Linked DNA regions of Danio rerio: region 1 is linked to region 2. Evidence: chromatin contacts called from public Hi-C data. All regions are on one chromosome and are shown on one strand. The core of a region is the stretch at or near the end of the contact, and the rest is flanking DNA. Distances in the headings are between cores, read along the strand shown. Region 1 holds the start of LOC141376893 (a long non-coding RNA gene). Region 2 holds the start of fh (fumarate hydratase).

The links. A called contact is a pair of places that touch in the nucleus more often than the background predicts.
Region 1: a contact with region 2 is called in a Hi-C map of an unstated tissue, with 8 times the contacts expected there. The contact joins the enhancer-like site here to the promoter of fh in region 2. A contact is called at or near these places in 3 of 18 Hi-C or Micro-C datasets (caudal fin, hematopoietic stem cells and an unstated tissue).

What each region holds. Positions count from the first base shown.
Region 1 is chr12:49,902,591-49,909,013 of GRCz12tu, forward strand. It overlaps LOC141376893 (a long non-coding RNA gene), which reads right to left and starts at 438. Exons shown (of 3, transcript XR_012388265.1): 1 at 49-438. Within about 2 kb of position 5,126, at least 21 of the 62 cell types and tissues checked have an H3K27ac peak or open chromatin away from gene starts, as enhancers often do.
Region 2 is chr12:49,843,691-49,850,583 of GRCz12tu, forward strand. fh (fumarate hydratase) reads right to left here and starts at 2,436. Exons shown (of 10, transcript NM_200963.1): 1 at 2,271-2,436; 2 at 1,795-1,929; 3 at 341-451. The coding sequence starts at 2,399. LOC141376892 (a long non-coding RNA gene) reads left to right here and starts at 6,835. Exons shown (of 6, transcript XR_012388264.1): 1 at 6,835-6,893.

The DNA.
Region 1 (6,423 bases), core at 3,876-6,375, 62 kb after region 2:
TGTGTGTGTGTGTGTGTGTGTGTGTGTGTGTGTTTCACCAGCAAGTACTTCAGACTGCAGGGAAGCATCTCAAGGCCGATTCTGTGTGTCAGTCTCCAGATCTCCGCGGTTGAGCTCAAATGAGGCCACTACTAAACAAATCAGTGGGTTTTTCTAACACGATAAGCTATTCTTTCACATGTATGCAGAGTTTCAAAGGTGAACTATTGATCGCGATGAGTAAACCGACCCAACTTCATCACACCCACTAATCTAATCAGGGGATTGACAAAGAACACAGTTAAGTCCAAAATAAACGCTGTGCAAACACTGCTTTCATACTTCAGCCGCTGATAGAGACGCACAAGCGCCGGAGAGTCGACTCGCTTTTCAGGTGAGCTTCGAAGGAATCGATTCAAACTGACGCGGATGCACAGCGCATGCGCGGCAGCCAAAAGGATACAGCTGCGGCCGGATATTAACGACAATTGTTTACTAATTTACCCATGATTTGTAATTAATTAACGTCTACCCCTATACCAACCGCACAGTAATGTAAAACAGTAATTATAAAGAGAATGAATAATATTATTTAATATATTTGTTTTAATTTTTCGTCTACTCCTCCCTCAACCCTTAACCCAACCCTCATAGTAATATAAAAACAGTCCTTATACAGAGACTTATTCATAGTATTTAACAAGAATTACCCGTTAATTGAGTTTTAATAATGCATATATCTACCTCAACCCTCACAGTAATGTAAAACATTAATTATACAAAGTATTATTCATATTATTTAATAAATTACCCATTAATTGTGTTTTATTAACGTCTACTATTACCTCAACCCTCATAGTAATGTAAAAAACAGTAATTATACAGAGTATTATTGATATTATCTATTAAATCACCAATTAATTAGGTTTAAATAACATATTCCTCTTCCTCAACCCTCAAAGTAATGTAATTATACAGAATATTATTGAAATTATTTATTAAAATACCCATTATTTATGTTTTAATAACATCCACCCCTACCCCAACCCTAAACCCAACCCTCACAGTAATGTAAAACATTAATTATACAAAGTATTATTCATATTATTTAATAAATTACCCATTAATTGTGTTTTATTAACGTCTACTATTACCTCAACCCTCACAGTAATGTAAAAAAACAGTAATTATGCAGAGTATTATTGATATTATTTATTAAATCACCAATTAATAAGGTTTAAATAACATATTCCTCTTCCTCAACCCTCAAAGTAATGTAATTATACAGAATATTATTGAAATTATTTATTAAAATACCCATTATTTGTGTTTTAATAACATCCACCCCTACCCCAACCCTAAACCCAACCCTCACAGTAATGTAAAGACAGTAATTATACAGAGAATTATTCATATTATTTATTGAATAACCAATTGTTTTATTTAATCAATGTTTTCCCTCACCTCATCTCTAAACCCAACACACAGTAATGTAAAAACAGTCCTTATACAGAGAATTGTTTATATTATTGAACAAAAATTACCCATTAATTGAGTTTTAATGATGCATACCTCTACCTCAACCCTCACAGTAATGTAAAACAGTAAATATACAGAATATTGATATTGTCTATTAAAATGCCAATTATTTGTGTTTTAATAACATATACTCCTACCCCAACCCTCACAGTAATGTAAAAACAGTAATTATACAAAGTATTATTCATATTATTTAACAAAAATTACCCATTAATTGTGTTTTATTAACGTCTACTATTACCTCAACCCTTACAGTAATGTAAAAACAGTAAATATACAGAGTATTATTCATATTATTTAACAAAAAATACCCATTTATTGTGTTTTAATAAAGTCTACCTCTACCTCAACCCTCACAGTAATGTAAAACAGTAAATATACAGAATATTGATATTGTCTATTAAAATGCCAATTATTTGTGTTTTAATAACATATACTCCTACCCCAACCCTCACAGTAATGTAAAAACAGTAATTATACAAAGTATTATTCATATTATTTAACAAAAATTACCCATTAATTGTGTTTTATTAACGTCTACTATTACCTCAACCCTTACAGTAATGTAAAAACAGTAAATATACAGAGTATTATTCATATTATTTAACAAAAAATACCCATTTATTGTGTTTTAATAAAGTCTACCTCTACCTCAATCCTCACAGTAATGTAAAAACAGTAAATATACAGGGTATAATTGATATTATTTATTAAATCACCAATTAATTAGGTTTAAATAACATATTCCTCTTCCTCAACCCTCAAGAAATGTAATTATACAGAATATTGTTGAAATTATTTATTAAAATACCCATTATTTGTGTTTTAATAACATCCACCCCTACCCCAACCCTAAACAAAGTATTATTAATAAGTATATTAATATTAATAAGTATTATTAATAATTATATTATAAGCAGAGTTTATTCATATTATTTATTTGATTACCCTTTATTTGTGTTTTATTAACATATACCTCAACCCAAAACCCAACCTTTACAGTAATGTAAAAAACAGTAATTATGCAGTGTATCATTTATATTATCATTAAATGACCCATTATTTGTCTTTAATTAAAGGCTACCCCTACTGCAACCCTAAACCCAACTCTCACAGTAATTATACAGAGTATTAGTCATATTATTTATTAAATTACCCATTGTATCTATTTAATTAACGTCTATCCCTTCCCCAATCCTGCGATCCAAGACTTGTGAAGAGATGATGCTAATGTATCCATAATCCTGGACCAGGCCGTATCCCGAGCTGATGTTGTGGTCATCATGGAGCAATGGAGAGCATGAGACTGATTCCTGAAAGACCACAGGGACAAACAAGCCCCCGCATTGATACTGTGGGTCAGCCTGAACACCCGCCGGTGGCCTACACACACCTGCAGTTCTCCATGAAGGACTTCCAGCTTCTCCAGTTCCCAGCGCCAGCTCCGCACAAGACGTTTGGCCAGAAGAATAATAGTCGTGCCTAGCTGAGCCTGATTTCTCTCCAGGTTTTTTTTCCTTCACTTTGGTCATATGGTGAAGATTGGTGTTCCTCCACTGTCACCACTGGCTTGCTTGGGTTAGGACTTGTGGAGCTGCGCATGGATGGATTTGCTCTTGTGTTTGGACTTTCAGCAGTGACTGAACTGAACTAACCTGAACTACTTTACTAGAACTATGTGAAGCTGCTTTGACACAATCTACATTGTAGATCGCCAGATAAATAAGCAAGAATTGAATTGAATATGGGTTGCTATAACTATATAATATGATTAGATGTCATCAGTCAGAACTGTGCAGACGGTATTGCTTTATTTTTGTCTGTGATAAATGTCATAGATTGTTTGTTGTTAGGTTGTTGTCTAGATTTGGACCCTGGAATAAGTTTGATTGATTGAATGTCACATGTAATTACTAAGAATGGTTTAAAGCTTATAGCACTGGCCAGCAGGACAGGACACTGTGGTCTGAGACTGACATTAATGCTCAGACACAGGAAGCAGTAAAAGTCGGGCAGGACGTGGAGAGAATGACACGAGCACGACTCACTCGACTTTAGACAACACGTGTCAGAACAACACTGCCATATCCTGTGGTCACTATAGTCAATTAATAGAGTATAATATCATTGCATATGGCCAGCGGCCTCATGCCATCGCACGCCTCCTACCAGTGCCGATATACAGCCATATCGCACTGCTACTCGTGTGATATTGCTCATATATATATATGTGTGTGTGTGTGTGTGTGGTAGTTGAGTGTGTGTATATTTAATATGAGTTGTGTGTTATGTGTATGTGTTTATGGCTTTGTTATACGTGTTGTGTTTGTATGTGTTGTACATGTGTTTATGTTTGTGTGTGTATTTCTGTGCGAGTTGTGTCTTGTGTGTTATTATATGTGGTTTATTATGTTTTGTGTGTGTGTGTGTGTGTGTGTGTGTGTGTGTGTGTGTGTGTGACACAGATACATATACTGTCTTTGTATCAGATAGATAGATAGATAGATAGATAGATAGATAAATGGATGGATGGATGGATGGATAGACAGACAGACGGATAGATCGATAGATCGATAGATAGATAGATAGATAGATAGATAGATAGATAGATAGATAGATAGATAGACAGATAGATAGATAGATAAATGGATAGATAGATAGATAGATAGATAGATAGATAGATAGATAGATAGATAGATAGATAGATAGATAGATAGATAGATAGATAGATAGATAGATAGATAGATAGATAGATAGATAGATAGATAGATAGATGTGTGTGTGTATATGTATTATGAGTTGTTTCCTCTGTGTGTGTCGAGTGTGTGTATTTGTGTGTGAGTTGTGCCTTGTGTGCATGGAAAGTGTTTTGTACCGTATATGGTGTTTGTTTGTTGTGAATGTGTGTATGTTTTGTTTTGATGTGTGTTCTAAATGTGTTTTTAATGTTTGTGTGTGTTGGATACACACACACACACACACACACGCACACATACATACACACACACACACACACACACACACATATATATATATATATATATATATATATATATATATATATATATATATATATATATATATATATATATATATATATATATATATATATATATATATATTTGTGTGTGTGTGTGTGTGTGTGTGTGTGTGTTTTTAATCAAAAATAGGCCTAACGTCAAAGTGTGTATCGGTCAGTGTATAAGTGTGTGTGTGTGCCAATTGTCCTCAGAGTTGATGGTCAGCAGAAACGCACACTCCTGCTGCTGTTCCTGCTCTTCACACTCATATCCGTTACAGATGTGCGACTTTCTGACCCGCCGTGAGGAAACACTATTGTTCAGCAGAGTCTGATGAAGAGAGAGCATCAGATGATCGGGAAACCACAGCACAACACACAACAAAACAATCATCCAGACATTCAGCGCCATTGTCTTTAACACAACCGAGGCCTGAGCCACAATCTTTACACGACATTTCACAGGAATAATGGACTATAGGGCATCTCATACACTTTTAATAGTGCGATGTCTTATGATCTGCCTGTAATTATTTCTGAACGAGTGGAAACTTTTGAGTTTGGGAACTGTTGAGTTTTGCATTGACTCTGGCGACACCAAGCGGTGAAAGCGAGCGCTGCACATCAATAGGCAGTACATGATAAGTTAAACAACATAAGATTGAAAATAATGTAGCTTTTTCTTTTCGTGATTAATAATATAATTGTAATTATTTTAAATTGAAAATAAAATCAATAATCATCATAATTTATTTGGTAAATTATAAAAAATTAAACTCTCCCTCCAAACATCCATATACAGCGGCTATATTTTCAGTTTCAATATATTTTAGGTGTGTAAGTTTAAAAGAAGCCATGTTAATATATTTAAATTAATTTAAAATAGTGTCAATATAAAATTAAGTGTTTTAGTCTGCATTAAATTGAATTTTATCATGTTTATTTTGCTAGCACACAAAAAATTGTTAGGGAGAACAATTAATTTAAGTTCATTCACTGGAAAAACGTGTTTGATTTTATAATCTTAATCTAAATCTCACCTTTTGAAATGGCAGTCCTGCTCTGATGTCATGAGTTTGACTGATTGGGCAAAACATATGTAGCCACGCCCCTCCATCATTTCCTTTTCTGAGTTGAGAGATGAGAGGAGCGCAAAAATAAAACCTCGCCTCTACTCTATATTCCGTTCCAGCTGGAAATATGTAATTATACAGAAAAGTAAATATTAATAACAAGGTTATCTGCATACTTTAATGCAGCCCAACACAATGAAATCATCACAGTACAGATACCACATTAGTGAAAATACCAAACGATTTACTCTTAGTTGCTGACCGAGGGTGCAACTAAGTTGTTAAAGCGTCGTTATTAGTACTACTGGATCTTAGTTCTGCATTTGACACCATTGACAACAGTATCCTCATAGACAGCTTATATTCTACAGGGACAGGCTTTACAATGGTTTAAGTCAGGGATCACCGACTAACTTATATCATTTGGGAAATTATTATCTTTGGGAACCATATATGAATATTAGGTAAATTGTGTTTGTAAACATGTTTATTTATTTATTTTATTGTTTATTGTATTATTGTTTTGTCAGACATATATATATATATATATATATATATATATATATATATATATATATATATATATATATATATATATATATATATATATATGTATTTAAAAAAAAAAAATTTTTACCTATGGTATTTGAATGTGTATATACGTGTATGTAAATGTGTATATACATCTATATATAAGGAGGGTGTAGATTTCTAAACTAGATTAATACCTATCTTTTTAGTAAAGCATACACACAATGCATCACATGTGCTCCACACATCTCGTTCATTAGCTACGCTAATTATTCTCATTAT
Region 2 (6,893 bases), core at 1,186-3,685:
ACACACACGCATATGTATATTTGAGAATGTTTATTTATATTTAGATAGAAATGAAATACATATAAATATAGATAAATATTATTATACAATATAATTTTTACTTTATTAAAATGTTATATTTTAATGTATTTATTAAAAATTATTTTATGCATCTTATAATGAAAATTAGCAACATCTAATACCATAACAAAGGCTATTTTCTCCACTAACTGTGTATTGTTTTTTGACAAAATAAATAAAAAAGTTATTACTAGCTCGAGTAGCTGGAGAACATCAGGTTGTTTTTAATAACAATACAGGTTGCCAGATTATCAGAAATCCAGCATTATGGATTAATCACCTCATCAGCAGCTTTCATGATGGCGTCTGCGATCTTTGGGTCCAAACCGTAATCTTTATTGACTTCTGCAGCAGCTTTCTTCAGGATACCGAAAGCTCTGATCACCTGAATCTGCAGAGATAAAAGAAAAAATACATTTCCTCTGAACCAAAGATAAATATTAGTAAATATCTTCTAAAAATAGAAGTAAATATCTTGGAAGAATAAATCAAGAAGAGAAGGGCGAGTAAATAAGGGTAAAGTTGGTTTCATATTTGCATATGCATTCATTTTTGAATAGTGACTATTTGCCACTTTGAATATTTAATCTAATATTGCATCCAAGAATGACTTCAAAACAACATTAGCACTATTTAACTGACTGTGAACAATGTTGTACTTAAGTCATTGGCTGCTCATATTATTTCTCTATTTGGAATTTGCCAAGAACACTTTTCTAAAGTGATATTATGAAGGTGAAAATCTAAATGTGCAAACATAAAACCAACCTCAATATAAATAATGAGGAAACTTTCATTCTGGAAGTGAGCTAAATTGAGGTAAAGTTGGTTTTTATATTCGCACATTCGTTCAACTCGTGACATGCTCCCTATATTGTTTACCACGCGACTTTGAATATTCAGTCTGAAATGGCATGACTTCAAAACAACATTAGCACTATTGAATTAACTGTGAACAGTGTTGATAGTTATTAGCTGCTAATATGATTTCCCCACTTAGAATTTGCAAAGAATCATTTTCTGAAATGATATAAAGGAGGTGAAAGTCCAAATGTGCAAATACAAAACCAACTTTACCTCAATTTAAATAATGAGGAAATGTTCAATCTGGTAAAGTTGGTTTTTATATTCTCAAATTTGTTCAGACAACTTATGAAACGCTCCTCTATATTGTTTACCACGCTACTTTGATTATTCAGTCTGAAATCACATGCAAGTATGACTTCAAAACAACATTAGTACTACTTGACTATGAACAGTGTTGTACTTTGATAGTCGTTGGCTGCTAATATGACTTCCCTATATACAACTCGCAAAGAACACGTTTCTGAAATTATATCAAGTCAGAATGTGTGAATATAAAACCAACTTCACCTCAGTGTATAAATAATGAGGAAATGTTCATTCTGGAAGTGAACTAAATTGAGGTAAAGTTGGTTTTTATATTCGCACATTCGTTCAGACAACTCGTGACATCCTCCCTATATTGTTTACCACGTTATTTTTAATATTCAGGCTGAAATGGCATGACTTCAAAACAACATTAGCACTATTTGATTAACTGTAAACAATGTTGTACTCTACTTTGATAGTCATTGGCTCCAATGATTTCCTTATTAGAAGCAAAGAGTGCTTTTCTGCAATTACATGAATAAGGATAATGTTTAAATGTGCGAATATGAAACCAACTGCACCCCAATGTGAAATATTCCTCTAATATTAGTGATAAATCACCGGCATCCTCTCCGTGACTCCTCCGATCCTGAAGTTCATGGTGGATCTGACAGTCTGAGCTCCATAGTATTTATCAGAGGGGACTTTAAGCTCTCCAAATGTGTCCCTCTCAATCCGAAATGCCTCTGAACTGGCCTGAAACAACAACAACAACCAGTAAATCACATTATGAACTCAGAATTATGACCATTTAAATCAATACACATGAGAAACTCGAGTTACAAATCAAAGTTTTCACCCCTCAGAGAAAAACAAATCAACTATTGCCGTCTTTCTACGTACAAACACGCGTGAATGCTATATTTAAAGCGTAGATGATTAATTTAGACGGATAAAATCGCGTTTATACTGTAGTAAATCCACATGTTTTGGGTTTGAGAGTCTGATATCAGTACGCGCGTTGATATGAAGGTCATCTGCTGTCCGTTTGTCCTCCTCATTCGCGCCTCAAACAGCACTCACACTGCGTGATTTACCATTCTGACGGTCTGGTGCCGGAGCCCGGGTGCTGGACAGACGTTGCGAGCTTTGATGGATCTCTGAGCGGCCCGCAGATCTGACAAACTCGCGCTGAAGCGATGCAGGGAGCGAGCGGAGCGGTACATGGCGACCGGGGGCGGAACTACTGCTCTCCAACCAGAGGCGAGAATCGGGGGGCGGACGCTTATTACTGAAACACTACACGCTCTTCTGCTGCTGTCACGGGGACACAATTAGTGGAGACACCCATGCAGTCAGCCTTCAACAAAATATAGTGCATATGTAGTCCTACTAAATCTATGGTTCAACAGCCTGAAATAGAAGTTTTTTGAAAGTCTCATGAAATTAAATGAAATTAAAGTGTTTAGATGTTAGTATCAGTTAGTTTTTAGGATGTCTTGTGCGCACCAAAACAGTGACAACATTCGCGTTTATGAGATATCAAACTGATATAGACGTGTAAAGCTTGGAGTTTATCATTTGTTGTTGTTTCTTTTCCCTCTATATTATTTCTTTACACTTAAAGAGATATGCTTGTTTCGTTTTCCTGTTATTGTATACGTTTGGCAATAAAAAAAACCGAATTAGTTTTTTCAACTGAAATATCTGAAGAAAAACATAGAAATGTTAGAATTAATTAACAATATATAAAATAAAAATGTCATTAGGATATATAAACAAACGCATTATTATTAAAAAAACTAATAATTAGAGTATGTATTTAGTACCATAAAACAAGCTGTTTATATAAAACCAAATGAGGAATTTAGCTGCACATATTTTGTTTTTAATAAATCAGGCATCATGTTTTTTTTTAATTCAGGACTTTAGTTATGTAAGTGATAAACCTCGTTGTTTTTCTCATCGCTCTTCGGGATGGACCAATCACAGCCGTCTGTAATCAATGCGCTGCAATGTTCGGAAGCGAGATTTCCGTGCCAGATTTCCACGTTAAATTATTATTATTATTCATTCATTTTTTTTTTCAAGCTTAGTCCCTTTATAAATCTGGGGTCGCCACAGCGGAATGAACCGCCAACTTATCCAGTATATGTTTTGCGCAGCGAATGCCCTTCCAGCCATCACTGGGAAACACCCATACAGACTCATTTACACTCATACACTACAGACAATTTAGTTGATCAGTTCCCCTATAGCGCATGTGTTTGGCCTGTGAGGGAAACCGGAGTACCCGGAGGAAACCCACAACAACACGGGGAGAACATGCAAACTCCACACAGAAACACCAACAGCCGAGGCTCGAACCAGCGACCTTCTTGCAGTGAGGCGATTGTGCTACCCACTACTATTATTTTTATTATTATTATTATTATTATTATTATTATTATTTTGTTGTTGTTGTTTTTGTTGTTATGAGCCTCGGCTGGGTCAGTTGGCGTTTCTGTTTGGAGTTTGCATGTTCTCCCTGGATGCTGTATAAGTTGGTGGTTCATTCCGCTGTGGGGACCCCAGATTAATAAAGGGCCGAAAAGAAAATTAATAAATGAATGAATGATTATTATTATTGACAATTAATATTATGGGCAGTTGTTGTTGTTACTATTATTAACAAATAATGATAATAATTATATTAATAATAATTATGTGCATGCTATATATTATATTATGCCTAAAATAATGATCGACAAATGATCGGTGAACAAATATGCATATTTTTATTGTGTTTTGGGAGACTGGGGGTGTAAAATGGCCCAGTTGGGCTATTAAATTTATTTATTTGTATTTAATTCATTGTGTATGTCATTGTTTAAACCCTTGGCAGGTCTGTAATCTATTCTGAATTTTGTTTAAATAAATCTTTAAACATTAATATTTATGATAAAGTAGTTTGTCAACCATCACTTACTATAAAACATATCATATAATTATATAAATCTAATACTAATTCTAAATAATTATAAAAATTAATTAATAAAGTATTCCAGAGCTGGAAGGGCATCCGCTGTGTAAAAACTTGTTGGATAAGTTGGTGGTTCATTCCGCTGTGGCGACCCCAAATTAATAAAGGGACTAAACCGACAAGAAAATGAATAAATGATCATAAAGTAATTATATACATTATAGGTAGAAAGCGTCTTTTCTGTTGTATTATGATATTAATGGCCACATCCGCCAGATGGCGACAACATACAGATAAAAATAAGTCACAATCAAAACATTGAGTCGCTTGATTTTAGATTAGAATATTCACTCAGATGTGCTTTCGAAATTATATATACTATACTTCTCATTATTATCAATCATGTGGATTGTTTTAATCATGCATTTACCTGAATGTTGAATAGATGCCAATTTTAATTGCTTATTATCTTAATTGCCACGTTCTGATCTCGCGTTGTGGCGTGTTTTTAATAAAGTCATGTCTAACATCTCTCGTGTGTGGCAAACATATTGCTGTTGCATATCATATTAAGTTAACATAAGCACAAATATTGTTTTAATGAAGAGTTATTAATTAATTCCGTCAATATTTAGAAAGGAAGATGACTGGATGTACAAATAGGCTATTATAACAAGACAGAATGACGTTTGTGTACAAAAATAATCATATTTAAGTAGCTCAAGGAATTAAGTATGCCTTCTGAGATTATCATATTGTGTGTGTGTGTGAGTGTGTGTGTGTGTCAGTGATTCACTATGATTATCAGTTTCCTATTGGTCTCGTGATCACTGTAAGTCAGCAGTTCTCCTCTAATCACCCGCTAATTGAAACTAACAGTGATCAATAGCATCGAGCTCGGTCTTTCCTTATCAAACCAATAAATGACGAAAGGACAGAAGGGAAACCAATTGAGCTCTGGAATGGGCCCGAAATCACAAAACACATTAAGGCTAAAAGTAGCTCCTCACTTGGGGACTTAAGAGAAAATCTCAAAAATAATGGGCCTAAGTTTGGTTTCAAGAGTATTTCACAAAGTGTTTAAGTGTTAAAACGAGCCCATAACTCTGCGAAAGCCATAAATACTGCCAAAATGAGTTCAGTGTTAGTCCTAAATTTAGTTTTAATAGTATTTCACAAAGTGTTAAAGCTTTAAAACTAGTTCCTAACTCTTTAAAATCCATAAATAATGCAAAAATAAAGCAAAAATAATGAGAGTGCTTGTCCTAAATTTAGTTTTAAGAGTATTTCACAAAGTGTTTTAACTCTAAAGCTACACTGTAAAAAATTTCCAGGTTTTCACAACAAGTTACTGTAATTTTTCACAGTAAATTACATTAGTATCCCTTCACAGTATTTAACTGAAAAATTCACAGTAATATGTTGTATTCATAATTTTATTGTGAAATTACGGCAGGTAGCATGATTACAGCAAATTACTGTGAAAAGGGCTATATCTTTTGCACGTTAGTTATAGAAATTCAAACCTTTTTTAAACTCAACATAGAAATTAATACAAATGAACTTTTAACAGATAATAACAGAATGTTATAGCCCCCAAAACGATTTGGTTACCAACATCTTTTTGATTGTACTGCACCTTTATTTAATTTTATACAGTTAACATTGAATAGGAAATAATATTTAATGAACATAACTGTGTGCTTAGCCAAAACATAATAAACTGGAATAAAAAGTAATTAATTAATGAAACCAAAGACTGTTAAACAGCCAACAATTATTTCAATGTCAGGGTAAATGTCTGCTTTAGACGGTTTCATGAGTATTGGGCACCTGTCATCGCCTGGAGGTCACTAATCTCAGAATTAAATATATATATATAAATTATTATTTTTTTATCTATATAAATAAACCACAGATTAGAGTTTTAAACAACTACATTCTAGCATGAAAAACAGTTAAAACTTCATTTTCGGACGCATATAGAGCCATCGAAGACGGGGCAATTGTCCCAATGTCTAGCCTGAAGACAGGCGCCTCTCGGTGGATAGATGAGTAAAGAGCGCCGTTACCGCCTGGAGGTCATAGATCTCCGCTACCGGCAAAACACACTTAAAATTACACACAATCTTTACTAACAGTCCACAGATTTGAGTTTTGAAGAACTACATTCTCGCATGAAAAAGTGTTAAAACTTTATTTCATTACATATTACAAGCAATATTTATAATATTATGTGCCTTCTCATCCACCATTACAGCTTGATGCAGCTTGGTGCGAAATTAATCCTGGGAGGAAAAAATAATAATTCTCAATACACTCCAAACGAACTTTATTCTTATTGTTAAAGTCAGAGATATGTAATATTTTGAATGTCGAAGAAAATAATTAACTTTATATTTCAATCAATATATTACTCTTGCACTGCTTCGGTGCAGGACTCGTGTGACATTGACTCAGATTCAGATATTTTATCAGACGTGTTCATGAGCTCGAAGTGATCAACAAGCAATTCGTGTACAAGCAGTACACGAACCAAGCAATATGATGAAATATTAATGAATTATATGTTTGCGTCTTACAATATTATACAAAACGGAATCGTTTTCAGGCGAATTCGACTCTTTACTGTTCACTTAAAGGAGCCGAATTCGACTCTTTACTGTTCACTTAAAGGAGCCGATTCATTGAACAGAACTGACTCGACTCGACCGCAAACAAGCGCCATCACCACAGACAACGCCGTCGTCTCTTCACC